Regions from separate parts of the Rattus norvegicus genome. Here region 2 is linked to region 1. The links are chromatin contacts, called in public Hi-C maps. All regions are on one chromosome and are shown on one strand. The core of a region is the stretch at or near the end of the contact, and the rest is flanking DNA. Distances in the headings are between cores, read along the strand shown. Region 1 holds the start of LOC134480379 (basic proline-rich protein-like). Region 2 holds the start of Pikfyve (phosphoinositide kinase, FYVE-type zinc finger containing).

Region 1 (7,359 bases), core at 2,363-4,862:
GGTGGGCTGAGAGCAGCAGATACAAGGCAATGGGAATTTACTTTAATTACTGGAAGCATATCCGTTTTTTGTCCTTTAATCTAAAAGAGAGCCCCCCTTTAGCAGGGATTCCAAACTACTTCCAGAAAAAGGGAGTGGGTCTACATTTACTGAAATTTGTAGCACACGTTTTTTTAATTCTGGGGGTGGGGGGGCACTGCTTATTAAGAACCACCCCCTCCTTCTGTCAGAAAGCTTACCTTCCCACCAGTTCAGTCAACCAATCCCAGCCCTTGGGCTCTATGGCAAATGTTTATGTCCGGTCTATAAGGCCACCTCTAACTTATTCAAGACAAGCGGGCCAGCTGGCTCTAAGAGGGATGAGAATGACCGCAGCGAGCTGCCCACGGCTTGCTGAGCAAGGGTAAGGAGGCACACGAAATTCCTGGCTCCCTAACCGTGTCATCTGGGGGATGGTCCTAACCACATCATATTCTACTCCCGGAGAGGACTTGAGGAGGCTAGACACAGAAGGAGCAGATGGCCTCTGGCCTCTGAGTGTCCTGGACATTTTAAGCACTCTAAGAAGAAACCACCTAAAAAAGAAGGCTCTCCCTACACCTTCCCAGTCACAGCAGCCCTTCACTGTTCACATTAATAAAACAAAAGCAAAAAAACAAAAACAAAAAAGAGACGTGTAGGAAATATATTTTCCTAGTTTAGACCACACAGTCCAAAAAAACCTGAACCAACAGTAACCTCATTACAACGCCAGTTTGAGGATTATGAAGCCCCCAAAGCAAAGGTAAATTTTGTTGCCAAAATGCAACAAATTTAAAACTTAAAATATACATATAAATTAAAAACAAGGTACTTCTAAAGAAAGCAGTAAGAAATGCAAACTAGAATACACTTAACCCCACAGCACTGCAAGCCACGCCCCCTGGTAGAATACTGGGGACAGGTAATCTTTTGAAACCGCCCCCTTTTCCTCTCCAAGCCGCTCAGGGAGGGGGCATCAGCACCAAGAAGGTAAACGGAAGTGACCTTCACAAAGCTACCAAGCTACACAACCGCCCCCTTCAACGTCCAGCACTGTCCCTGGGCCTCGGCCTCCAGGCCTTCCTATACGTGCGACAGGGACACTTGCTTGTGGTATGCGGCCGCGGGGCCCGGCGGCCCGGTCCTGCCAGTGAGTGCGGCGCTGGCCTCCGCATAGTCTCCTGCGACCATAGCGCCACCGCTTTTATGGCCCCGTCGAGAGCTGCAGCAGCAGCGGCTGGTGAAGCGCCGCCAAGACTCCAGGGTCTTTCCGGACCAGATCCAGACTCCCGACGTGATGCCCACCACCAGGCACATGAAGTACTTGAGCATGAGCACCCAGTACTCGGGTTTGGCGCGTGGCTGGCCAGCGTCCGACCCCGGACACGCGCAGGTGAGGGCTGCCTCCCAGCTCTCCCGATAGTGCTGTTCATACAGGTAGCAGGCCACCACGATGCTGGCTGGCACCGTGTAGAGCAGAGTGAAGATGCCAATGCGGATCATGAGCTTCTCTAGCTTGTCCGTCTTAGTGCCACCCTGCTTGATGACGCTCCGGATGCGGAAGAGTGACACGAAGCCTGCCAGAAGGAAGAGCGTGCCCACCAACAGGTACAGCACCAGTGGGCCCAAGACAAAGCCTCGTAGCGAGTTCAGGTTTTGGTTGCCCACATAACAGATGCCAGCCACTGGGTCTCCGTCCACGGAGCTCAGTGCCAGCGCCGTAATGGACTTGACGCTGGGGATGAGCCAGGCAGCAAGGTGGAAGTACTGTGCATAGCCTGCGATGGCTTCATTGCCCCACTTCATGCCAGCCGCCAAGAACCAGGTGAGCGACAGGATGACCCACCAGATGGAGCTGGCCATGCCAAAGAAGTAGACTAAGAGGAAGACGACTGTGCACAGCGCAGGGCCGGTAGTCTCATAGTGAATGTGGCTGTGCTCTCGGCTGCAGGCGACGCTGGCATGGCCTACAACCAGGCGCACCAAGAATCCCAGTGACACACACAGGTAGCACGCAGACAGGAAGATGATGGGGCGCTCAGGGTAGCGGAATCGTTCCATGTCAATGAGGAAGGTCGCTACAGTGGTGGACGTGGAGATGAAGCACAGCACAGACCACAGGCCAATCCAGAAGGTGGCGAACGTGCGCTCATCCGGGCTGAAGGACGGCTGGTAGCAGGGCACTGCGCAGTTGGGCACTTGGCCGGTGCGCACCTTGTTGTAGAGTGGGTGTGACTCCTTCAGGATGGGCACGAAGGGCTCGCGGCACGTGCACACAGACGGGCCTCCCGAGGGACATTCGCCCCCGGAAGATGGCGCCCCTGGTGGTCCTGGGAGTGTGGGTTTGGCCGGGAAGGACTTAGGGGACGCGGTGGTGGCTTCACTTCGGTTATAATCCATGCACAGAACCTCAGCGTCGCCGCCCAGCACTGGGAGGCGGTCGCAACTCATGCGCTCGGGCCAGGCGAAGCCGTACTGGCGCATGAGTGGCGAGCAGCCGGCCTTGGCGCGCTCGCACACGGAGCGGCACGGTGGTAGCGGCTTGTGGTAGTCAGGCAAGCAGATGGGCGTGTACATGGAGCACAGGAAGAAGCGCAGGTCCGGGGAACAGTGGATCTCCACCAGCGGCCAGAATTGGTGCACCTCCAGGCCTGCTTCGTCCTGAGTGTCATGGTTGAACTGGTTGGGCATGTGCGTCAGGTTGTAGCCGATGCCGCGGCACATGGGCACCGTGATTTCCTGGCACACTGGGGCCTTGGAGGCGGCCGCTGCCCGGCCCACCAGCTGTGCCAGCAACAGCAGCAGAAGAGAGGGCGGCGCGGACGGGTCGGGTCTAGCCATCGCCCCCTTCTTCCCTTTGCCACCCGCTGCCCGAGAGGGTCTGCGTTGACCGACGAATCTGCGGCCGGGGCTTCCCTCTCTGGAGTCTTGACTGTGACGCCCGGGCTGGCAACCTGTTGGTTTCTTTTCCTTAAAGAAATCCGTCCAAAGATCAACTGTTTCTGGAAGGCGCTGCCTCCGCCGGCAGCGCTCAGCTCCACGCCAGATAGAGCTGGAGGGACTATTAGGGCTCCGACTCCAAGGACAGAACTCTTAAAAGAGAAGGTAGGGGAGAAGAAAAATCGCAACCACTCCTCTCAGAGGAGAGCCAACCGCTTGGTCTCAGTAAACCGGCTCCAATCTCTAGATTAACTCCTTTCCTCCCCTCCTCCTGCAGCCAAACTTCAGACGCCCCCACCCCCTCCACCCCACTGCCCGCACCCGCCTCTCTTTTCTGGCCCGGCCCTGCAGGCTATGCCTGGGGCCAGAGAGCTCAGTCCCGGAGAAAGGGGCAGAGGAACCGGGTGAACAGGGAAGACGCGGGCTCTTACCTCTGAGGATCCTGCTAGGCGGCAGATGTCTGCAGCCAGCCGGGCTCCTCCGTCCCGCGACTCCGAATCGGCCCAGAGCTGGGAAAGTTTAAGGACAAGCTAGGTACCTGTGGCGGCGACACATGGCAGCAGGTGGAGGACCTTTCAGAGAGCCGGGCGCCCCTCGACCACGGGCGGCGCGGGCCGGTCAGTCGGCTTCTCTTCCTTCGGGGCCCCCTGCATGATTCGGGCAGAGCAAGGCAGGGGCAGGCCGTGCCTTCCACCGGCGTCCCGGGGCCGGGACGAAGGGCAAGGGCGCCGGGCAGCACTTGAACTGGAAGGCGGAGGGATGCGGCAGCCGGAGGGGACCCCGCCACCTCACAGCACAGCGAGCAGCCAGCGCTGGCCGGGCGGGGACTGCATGGTCCGCGCCCGCCGCCGCGTCCCGCCAGCCGCTCGCCGCCTCCCCTGCAGGGGGCTCCGCGCTCCAGCAGACTCCGGGGGGCGGTGGCGGCGCTCTCGGGACGCGCCCCACTCGGCTCCTCCCCCGCGCTCTCGCACTCTTTCGCCCACCTCCAGGGAGCTCCGTACGGTGCGCGACGGCAGCGGACGAGTCTCGGCTACAGGCTGCCTGCCCTCTCCCGCCCCGCCCGGGTCACCTGCCTCTAATGCCCGCCGGGAGGCCCCGCCCCGGGCCCGCCCCCTCCCGCCCTGCCCGGAGCTGGGCCGTCCCACGGCTCCCTCTCCGGGTCCCCGCCCACCGCCCTGCTGTCCTGGCCTCTCTGCGAGCGCCCCGCGGCCCCTCCCGGAGCGGGCAGCGGAAGAGCGTCCGCCAATAGTGGACCGGCAAGTTACGAGGGCGGGGTCAATGCTAATCAGGCCTCCCAGAGAACCCGGGCGGGAAACCTGGCCCCAAGTCCTGGAGTTCTCTGTGGTGGTTCACCAGAATGGTACTCACTTTCCTGAAGGTTCTGCTCTCTGAACGCCTGCTTCCAGGGCCTCCACTAGGCCATCTCTCTCCAGTTAAGTGTCCTTATCGAGGTCCGGTGCTTGTTTAAAGGGATGAGAGGTCAATTCAGTTGTGCCACCTGTCCTCCCCCTTCTGAGCTGCCTTGTGCTAGGTGACAGACGCGCTAGTACTTAATGAGCAACCTCGTGTTAGTTAATCGTTTACACCTTGATAGGCAATCTGGATACCCTAGAATTCTGAGGCCAGAACGCCTCAGAACTTGACCTAAACAGTTGAGCTAACAAGACAGCAGAAACGTTGACAAACTTGTGCCCTTCCCTGTGGGAGCTCCTAGCACACAGTAGGCTCTCTGATGACAAACCTAGAATCCGAAACCAGAAGTTGGGCAGCAGAATTCACAATCTTTACCCTCCCTAGGAAATATCGATATTTCCCAGGCTTTGCCTTTCGTATATACAACAAAATCTTGCCGTTGTAACTAGAGGATGAATTTCTTTCCAGTTTTGGATGACTCTAGAGACGGTAGTCCTTAGCAGTAGCAATTTATAATCCCTGGCAGATCTGAAGACACCCACAGAGAAAAACTCTTGGACTGGGACAGTGTACAGCTCACGGTGCTGGGTTCCCCAGGGTTGGCTGCTGTGCACTTTGGCGAGGCTGGGACCCGGTAAGGGGGTCGCACTGGGGCAGTAGGAACCGTGGAAAGACCTGCTACCCGCTGTCAACGGAGGGACACACAGTGGCGCTCTCCTGATAGGTTAGTATACTCCAAGTTTTAAATGTCTCACAAATGCCTCTCTTCTGTGAGTACTAATTAGGTTGGGAGACTGAGGTGTTTAGCATGCTTGAAATTCATTCACACGCTTATGAAGAGGCTTTAAATTGTATACTGCTCCTTCACTCCCTCTGCTGGGGGAGGGGAGTGGGAGGGATTCGAAGTAGGGGAGAGCCTAAGGGGTACTTGAAGGACTCTGAACTGCCCTCACTGGCTGAGATCTGTTGGGTGTTATTGTCTTCTGTGCCGGTTGTACAGGCTGAAAAGCCATTTTCAGTGTATCAACAAGGTTTTGTGGGAGCTAATGAAATTCTGTATTTAATCTCAGACATCACAGCTATTAATAAATGTTTAAAACATACATTGCTTCATTCCCTAGAATTCTATAAGGTGTTCATATTTAATCTCTTTTGTTCTTAGTAACCGCTTGGCCCTCAGGGTCTAGAAACAGCCCGGGCTAAGAATTAGTGGAAGGAGAATAGACTAGAGCATACCAGTCAGATAAGGAAGGAACCCGCAATGGAAAGTTTGTCCAGCCTGCCAACATGCCAGGGGAGGCCTACTACCCTTTACTTGTATGTTGCTGCGATAGACAAGTGTTGGCTAATAATAAAAATTATTTGGAGGTTGGAGAATGTAAACCACTTGCACTGGAATTCAGCCAGAATACTTGGGTTGTTTCACTTGGTTCTGCCTAGGACGTTACTGTCTACTGCTCTGTCAACCTTCTAAACAACAAAAATCTGACTTTTGCTTGGAGATCCCAAGTAATGACAGTAGTAATGGAAACAAACATTGGCTGGGTGTGGTGGCTCATACCTCTAAGTCCAACATTCTGTAGGGGGATGCTGAGTCTGAGGACAACCTGGGCTACATGTCTCAAAACAAAAACAAAAAAAGTGACAAGATAAACGTGTATAGTTTTTTTGTATTACTTTAGTTTTTCTTTTCCCACATATATTACTTTAAGGATTATTTTAAGATATGCTGACTGGGGCTGGGGTTCAGCAGTTAAGAGCATTGTGTGCTCTTGCAGAGGACCTGGGTTTAGTTCCCAGCACCCACACTGTGGCTCACAACCATTTGGAACTACAGTTCCAGGAGGGCTGGTGCTCTCTTCCCACCTCCTTGGGCACCATGCATGTATGAGGTGCACATACATACATGCAGGCAGAGTACTCATACACATAAAGATAAATAAATCTAAAACCAGAATAGTTTAAGTACGCTGATATTTAACATATCTCAGGCAGGTTGCTAAATAATATATTTTACCTCATTTAATGCTTGGGATACTCAGATACAGAAACTGTCACCAAAACAACTCATTGGATTTATTGGAGGTAGCTAGTCCACCAAAAGGGTAGCAACCAATATTTTTATACTTAATGGTTAGTACAGTTAGTAACAATATGATATAATTATAAGTTGCTAAGAATAGGTTTTAAGCGTTCTTAGCACAAACACACACAAAGATAAGTATGTGGGCTAGAAATTTAGCTACCTATCAAACACAAAGACCCAGGTTCAATCCGAAATACCACCTAAAACTCGGCATGGTCCTCATGCTTATAATCCCAGTATTCAAGAGGTGGAGTCCGGAAGACCAGAAGTTCAGTTATCCATCCTTGCCTGCTATCAAGTTGGAGGCCAACCTGGGCTAGATGAAACTTTGTTGATTTTTTTTTTTAAAGGAAAAGGAAAAACATGTTATATATGTTAAAATTATTTGAACTAACTATCCCAGGAGATATAGCTATATCTAGGCACCATGTTACAGTCATAAACATATACAATTTGTACTTAATTTAAAGAGTTCTTTTGGACCTAGAGAGATGGCTCGATCACAAAGTCCCTACCCTCAAGCATAAGGGCCAGAGTTTAGAACTCCAACACCCACCAAAAGCTGCAAGTGGTGAAGCCAATAATCCCAGAGCTGACAACTCTTTAGGCTTGTTGGCCTGCTAGTCTAGTGGTAGCAGTGAGCTTCAGTTTCAGTAAGAGACGCTGCCTCAAAGCTTCTGGCCTCCAAATGTGCATGCACACCTGAGTCTAAACCCACACACTCGAACCGCTACACACAGTAAATGCATAGTTTAATTTAAACTTAATTGTTAAAATTGCTTCTAAAATGCAGTTTTTTCTTCTGAGTTTCAATTTATTCTACAAAGGATTAGAACATCTCTTTTTAAAAGATCCAATTGTGTATATGCACTGGGGTCTTGTATATCCTAGGCATATTC
Region 2 (7,359 bases), core at 3,617-6,116, 440 kb after region 1:
TTCGTTCTGATCGATCAGAGCCATGCTGAAGGAGACTGATGGCTTTAGAAGGGAGATAAGAATGTTGTGAAGAGCACTTTTTAATAAAGACGGTCTCATGCAGTCCAGGTTAACTGTGAACTTGTTTTTTTTTTTTTTTTTTCTTTTTTCTTTTTTTTTGGAGCTGGGGACTGAACCCAGGGCCTTTCGCTTGCTAGGCGAGCGCTCTACCACTGAGCTAAATCCCCAACCCCAACTGTGAACTTGTTATGTAGCAGAGGCTGGCCCAGAGCTTCTGATCTTCTGTGTTTGGTTACAGGCATGAGTTCTACCTAGCTGGAGAACTATGTCGATAGCTGCACAGTTCCTAACATCTGGCATACTTGCAGGCCGTTTGCCTTGCATTTGCCTTGAGTAGAGTGGGCCTATTCTGTTACTTTGGAGTCATTTGCTTTAATTGTTCTTTTATTTCCTTATCGAGTCAATAACAATGTAAAACCCTGTTGTTGTAAAATTATATTAAATGGTTTTCTATTACCCCCACTAGATCCAGCACCGCAGTGCCCCAAGATATCTGGTCAATATCTTGCCAGAAACACATATCCCAACTCCGTGGCACCCCAGTGTCTCTGCCGCCACACACTCTCCCAAAATCAAATCGCCACAAGAAAGAACACACAACCCAATAACCTCTGATCCAATTGGTAAGATATAATTGCCCACCTAAACATACAAAGCCCTGTACACATCCATCCCTTAAGAACAGTCATAACAACCTGTAAGGGTACAGCATGGAATCTTAATGTCAGCGTCCATGTTCTCTCGGCAGCTTCTCTGCCAGTCTCCCCAAGTCTCCTGTTCTTTCTGGTTCAGTCTCCTCCTCTTCCCTCAAACTTTTCTCCTGCTCATCCTTCCTTCTCGTCCAATGGCAGGCCTCATTCTATCTTGTACCTGCCTCACCTGTATGACATCATCCCACAAAGCCCATCTTTATCTTGCTTGTTTAAATTGCTCTTTATCAGTTCTTAATGCTAGGTTAGTGGAACTAGAGGGCCTGGAGCATAAACATTTCCTAAGTGCTTGTTAGGTCCACTGAGGCATTTTGCTGGAACGTACTCACGTATACTTTCACATGCAGTGTGAAAGAGTGGTGATTTCATTATAGTTTAGCTAGAAATGAGCCTTACAGTGAACAAACAAACAATAAATCTTAGGGGTTGGGGATTTAGCTCAGTGGTAGAGCACTTGCCTAGCAAGCACAAGGCCCTGGGTTCGGTCCCCAGCTCTGAAAAAAGGAAAGAAAAACAAAACAAAACAAACAATAAATCTGGTACCATTACCACCATCACCACCACCAAAAAACTAACTGAAAACACTCTTTGCATTATATACCAAATGAAACCATGGTTTCCTATACAGTCAACATTGCACTGGACAGGCAATGTTGGAAATGAATCCTCTGGGCCAGAAAATAAATATGTGCTTTCAATATGTCAGGTCAAGAGGGATTGTACCTCACAGGTCAGCTGTCAACAGTTAATTGTAAAAACTGAAAGCCTCTTGTGTCTGGTAAGGTGAGGATGCTTCTGCCATTTATCAACACATTATAACACAGTAATTAGGTGAGACAAAAAAAAGGGGGGGAGGGCATAAATGGTATCCGGTATCCAGATGGGAAAGGAAGAAGTTAAAAAGTCATGCCTGTAGGTGATATGATCTCAGATCAGAAAAACACCGAAAACCTCTTAGAAGCACTGAAATTCAGTAGCGTTGACTGCCACGTAACCAACACAAAAAGTCAATAGTCCTTTTATTCTCTAACAGAGGACTCCTCAGAAGAGATCAAGAACATAATCTTACTTGTAATAACACAAACTTAAGATGCTTAGAATTGGAGGCTAGCCTGTTCTACAAAGCTAGTTCCAGGACAGTGAAGACTGCACAAAGAAACCCTGTCTTGAGAAACCAAAAAATGAGTTGAGTATGGTGATTCAGCCCTGCAAACCCAGCACTCAGGAGGTGAGGCGGGAGGACTACTGAAAAAGTAGTCCTACGAACAAAGGATTCCAAGTGGTACAAAGCTGTGGTCATCAAAACAGCATGCCTTCAGCACAAAAGCAGACACACAGACCATGGAATAGAAAGAGAAGAGCAGAAACAAACCCACTTCCGAAGGACTTAACTATTCAGAAAAATCCCGGGGAAAGGATAGTCTGTTTAATGAATGTTATGGGAAAAACTGAATACCCACTGTTCATGAAGGAAATTAGATCGCTATTTCACACTGTATTAAAAATCAACTCAAACTGGATTAAATAGCTAAATGTAACACCTAAAGGTAAAATTAGTAGAAGAAAACATAAGTAAAAAGCCCCATGGCATTGTCCTGGGCAGTGACTTTTATTTTTATTTTGTTTAACCCAAAAGCTTAGGAAAATAGCAAAACAGACAAATAGGATGACATCCAAATAAAGTACTCTGGAAGGTTAGAAAAACAACATCGAAGAGATGACCCAAGGACTGGTCGAGAATATTTACTTGACTTTGAACGTAGAACTATAAATTAATAAACAAGGAACGTCCTTTGTGGCAACACACTGAACCTGGAGGACACTGTAAGTGAAGTATGCCAGAAATAAAAATCTTGTAAGAGTTCAGGTGTAGAGTTTTTAAAACATTAATCTTAGAAAGAAAACAGAAAACAGAGTGGTAGTTTATAGGGGTTCGGGAGCGGAGGTACGAGGGAGAATATAAGACGGAAAGCAAATATTCCAAAGGTCATGGGAGCCTGGCAACCATACCCAGGGATTTTCATGAGAGGCTCCCATTAGACAAATCAGGGGCAACTTTTAAAACTGTAATGGTGACTGTGCTGAATTAGAGCATTGCTGAGAGAAAGAGAAAAGTCTATATTGAGTCTCACCAATGTAAAGAGAGGGGACGGCTATGAATTATCAGTAAAGTATAATTACAGCACACAGAAGCATGTGAGTACAGTACCACGGTGTGACCAAGCCCAGCAAGCTTCATGTAAGTGCATGGATGGAAGTTCTGGGGGAGAATAGTTATGGATAGGAACAAAATGTCTCTACAGATAAAATACACCTGGAATTAAATTTTGACGGCTAGTCTGAGGTAAGAACCCAAACTGATTTCTTTCCTAAAAGAGAACTCAATTTTTCTCACAGAGATTAAACTTCAGGCTAATGTAGACATGGAAGTGCAAACTTCTGGGGAACGTGAACTGTGTTATGGTCACGGCTTTACCCTTAGCAGAGTACCTACATGGCCAATTACTGAGAATGAGGACCTCTCCAATTAATCACTCAGAACATGTTAGTTGAGGAGCTGGAGAGATGGCTCAAAGTTCAGATCACATACTGCTTTTGCAGAGAACCCAAGTTTGATGCCTAGCACCCACATTTGGGGGCTCACTACCCCCTATATCAAAATACAAAACAGAATCTGATCCCTTTGACCTTCCTGAGCACCCGCATAGCCCACTATATCTTTCAAAAAGTGTTAGTTGAACGGGTGTTTCTGTATATAGTTTTTTCTGTATCTTGCTATCCTCTCAGTTGGATTATGTATTGTGTTCTCTTGGCCTATTTCATAATTTATTGTACGTTTATGGGATATTAGCGTCTGTTGGAGTAATTTAAGAAAATATTTTTCTTTTCTTCTTAAGAAAGATGCTTGAGTATGTTTATGGGCCAAGGAGAAGTTATTGGGAAAGGTTTGGTTGAAGAGACATTGCAAGCCCACAGGGATATGAGTGAGGGACGTGTTTGCAGATAGTTGTGTTTGGTAGAGGTCGTTAGGTTAAGGATTGCAGCCCAGCTTTTTGACTTGCATATTTGCATAGTAGTAATGAAGGCCAAAGGGCACTAAGGACAAGATCCAACCAAGAGCCAGTTAAGGATGGTGACCAGCAGTTGCAGCGTCCTCTAGCTTCAGGTTTTGGCGGTATTTTCCATCGTTGAAAAAAACAAAAACCAAAACAACAACAACATCAACAACAACAAAACAAACCAAAAACAAAAAACAAAGCTGGGTGGGAAATGCCAAAGTTCTAGAGGAAAAGAATTCTCAGAATAACACCAACCTCCAGATTCCTTTCAGTGCTCCCCTGAAAAGCCCTGCGTTTTCAGTAAGCAGGTTTTAGCTTGTTTTCTACTTTTAACTGCACAGCCCTTTTAGCAGGACAAAAATAACGCGTCACGTTAATACCAACCTGAGCAAGTCAGGACTTGATAATTCTTATCTGCAACACAAAACCCTAATTTAAAGAAGCTATAGTCAACATCACTTGGTCAGGTTCTGTGCCAACTACTTTTCATGCGGTGTTTTACCTAATCCTCAAACAACAACAAAACCCATTAACAACAACAATAATTAAAAAACAACAGGGAGTGAACGCTGCTATAATTAACCCCGCTTTATCCACCAGAGGTTTGAGGCCTAGAGAAATAAGTAATTTGTTCAAAGACACACAGTTGGTTTTAGCGGAGTCCTGAAAGTGTCCTAAAAGCTAACCATCTCTTCGCTCTGGGCTACACAGGTGGAAGTCGGTCCAAGAGAGCTCGGAGAGCAGCCTAACTTATGAGTGCTCACAGTGTTGAACACATACGGTAACAGCAGACCAACTAGGGTCTAGTGCCCGGCGCTCGTGATGCTCACGTGCACTGTCCTCTCTTCTTTCAGGAAGGCTGAGGCAGCGTTAAGTCCTCTGGGGGCCTGGAACGATATTCTCTGGGTTAGATTCTTTCTGCCTGAACATCTGATCGGAAGGTCCAGAGGGCGGTGAGGAGTGGGCGGAGCCGGCCCTTGGAGCCTGTTGCTGATTGGTCAGAAGGGGTATCGGGGCGGAGCCTTGAGGTGGTAGGCAGAAGCGAGAAACCGCAGTTACAGCGTATACCTCTGGGCTCCTCGGCGCGACCGCCGGCTGCCTGAGGAAGCCGGCCCTGCGCTTGGCTAAGGCTTCCTGGCCGAGAGTGGTGAGGCGGAGGCCGGGGAGGCGGGAGGCCCGCGGGGCCGGGGCGGGAGGCGAAGGTAAGGGAGGCGGCGAGGCATGGGCAGGCAGGGCGCGCAGTGGGAGGAAGGCCGGCGTGGGTCCCGGAGCACCGCCTGAGGGATGGCGAAGGCCCGGGACTCTGCGGACTCTGCGGCCGAGGCTCGGCCGGGGAGCGGGGAAGACCTGATGGGAACCGGCTGGCTTCTGAGCGCCCGCCGGCCCTGTGTGGCGAGACGGACGGAAGCCGGCTGGGCCATCTCCTGCACAGGCTTCCTTGACACAATGGAAGTTCTCTTGCCTCTCTGTTTTCCTAATGCCCGAACTTATTTCGGAGGTGGACCATGTCATCTCTTCCTCTGAGCGGGTGAGCGCAAGTCTCAGGGTTGCAGCTTTAGTCTGGAAAAGAAAGTTCTGACCCACAGAAACCATTCCAAGCTTGAGTGTGTCCATCAGCTTAAATGCTGCTGTCTGCTGTTTGAGGCTTAAAAAAAAAAAAAGAAAAGAAAAAAGAAAAAAACTTAACGTAGTGGTTTTAAGGAGGAGACTTATTTCCCAATAAGTCGTTTCCCCTTTCCCAAGAGGTTCCCAAGAAATGTTGAAAGTGAAATTTGATGGATGCATTTAGAAATTTAGGGTCTTCTGTCGTATTTAGGTTCTTAGGACATTCAGGGAAGGTGTACATTCTGCATAAAGCAGGTTACTGCTGTGTATCTTACGCGCGTAATGTGTTAAATGATGAAGGGTTGCTTCATTCGATGTATCTTGTATTTCTAGATGTAGCTGCCCAGCAAATCGCACCGTCTTGTTTTACATTTATTTGAATCTCTGCCTCTCCAGGACTCCCACTCTGTCCTGGTCTCCCATTCCCCCATTCTCCCCCTCCCCGGAGGGAGGGGGAGCGGGGTAGACCAGGACAGAGACAGACACAGGTGTAGGGTGGCGGCTGGAGGGGAGATAGTCTTAGTTTCTTTCTCTCCGATTCATTAGGTTCAGGCTTGTGACAAAGGTCAGGACTTCTCTGAGAAGCAACACTAACTTCCCGAGTCCTCCCCCTCCCTTCTCCTCTTTCTGGAACAGTTACATGAATCACACTGGTTTTCCTTTAGTGTTTCTGCTGTGCATGGGCCAAAAAAAAACGAACACTAAGCCTTTCTTGATGGAAGCTAACATTGCTTGTATTCAGCTGTCCTGCATCAATAGATAAAAGTTTGAGAATTGTATTTAAGAAAATGATTGCGCTGCTGTTTGGAATTTCACTACAATTTTCCTATGGGCAGATAGGTCAAGCTATTTCCTACACTTTAATATCGGACTCATTTTCTGATTTGCTTTACCAAGAAACTTATTGCAAATCTGCGTATACCACACTGGCCTTGGGATAAAGAGAGACACTGCAGAAGTTGTTGGATAAGTAGGTTAACATTTCTAATTATGTATGCAGAAAGAGCCATGCTTTATAGCATAAACAGTTATCATGCTGCTAAAAATCAGAGTTGTAAGTTTTCGGATGCTGGTGGCATGTAGTTATTAAGATTACGTCTATGTGGTTGCATTCATGTTTCAGAGACTGCACTTGATGTGTGTTTTCATGGCAGTTTTTACCTTCACATGTCCAAAGCTTAATGAAAGTTGTAGATATAGACTTTTAGAAGTAATTCTAAGACTCTGTAAGCAGATTGGTTTCTGCGCTTTCATTGGTACTTTTGTGGAAGTGTAAGAGGTTGTGTTCAGAAGCATGAGGGTTCTTATTGCCATTACATCTTTTTTTCTCCGGCGGTCTTTAAAACAAAACAAAACTTTGAGTTTTTACTTGATCAGTCATCATGTTAATCCTTCATGCTGTAGGATCATAGTTGTATGTTAGCTTGACGCAAGCTAGAGTTTTCAGACAGGAGAGAGCCTCAACTAAGACATTGCTTTCATAAGATGGCCTGTAAGCAAACCTGTAGGGCATCATCTTAATTAGTGACTGATGAAGGAAGGCCCAGTCCTCATTGTGGGTGGTAGTGGTCCTGGGTTCTATAATAAAGCAGGTTGAGCCCTTGTTCATGAGGAATAAGCCAATAAGCAGCACTCCTCCTTGGCCTCTGCCTCAGCTCCTGTCTCCAGGTTCTGCCCTGCTTGAGTTCCTATCCTGACCACCTTTGATGATAAAAACAGTAGTGTGGAAGTGTAAACTAAATAAGCCCTTTACTCCGGAAGTTGCTTTGGTCTTGGCGTTTCATCCCAGCAATAGCAACCCCGACTGAGACAATACTTTATGATACTAGAGGTCCTCCCTCCCTGTCTTTCTGCTTCCTTTCCTTTCCTTTCCCCCTACTCCATTGCCTTCCTCTTCTCCTTTCTTCCCCATCCTTTCCATTAAG

What was found. A called contact is a pair of places that touch in the nucleus more often than the background predicts.
Region 2: a contact with region 1 is called in a Hi-C map of mammary epithelial cells, with 6 times the contacts expected there. The contact joins the promoter of Pikfyve here to the promoter of LOC134480379 in region 1. A contact is called at or near these places in 4 of 12 Hi-C or Micro-C datasets (frontal cortex, liver and mammary epithelial cells).

What each region holds. Positions count from the first base shown.
Region 1 is chr9:73,610,029-73,617,387 of GRCr8, forward strand. LOC134480379 (basic proline-rich protein-like) reads left to right here and starts at 3,613. Exons shown (of 2, transcript XM_063267899.1): 1 at 3,613-5,098. The coding sequence starts at 3,613. The coding sequence ends at 4,353. Fzd5 (frizzled class receptor 5) reads right to left here and starts at 4,011. Exons shown (of 2, transcript NM_173838.2): 1 at 3,393-4,011; 2 at 1-3,113. The coding sequence starts at 2,862. The coding sequence ends at 1,105.
Region 2 is chr9:74,052,648-74,060,006 of GRCr8, forward strand. Pikfyve (phosphoinositide kinase, FYVE-type zinc finger containing) reads left to right here and starts at 4,867. Exons shown (of 42, transcript NM_001427277.1): 1 at 4,867-5,031. It also overlaps a transcript of Idh1 not described here.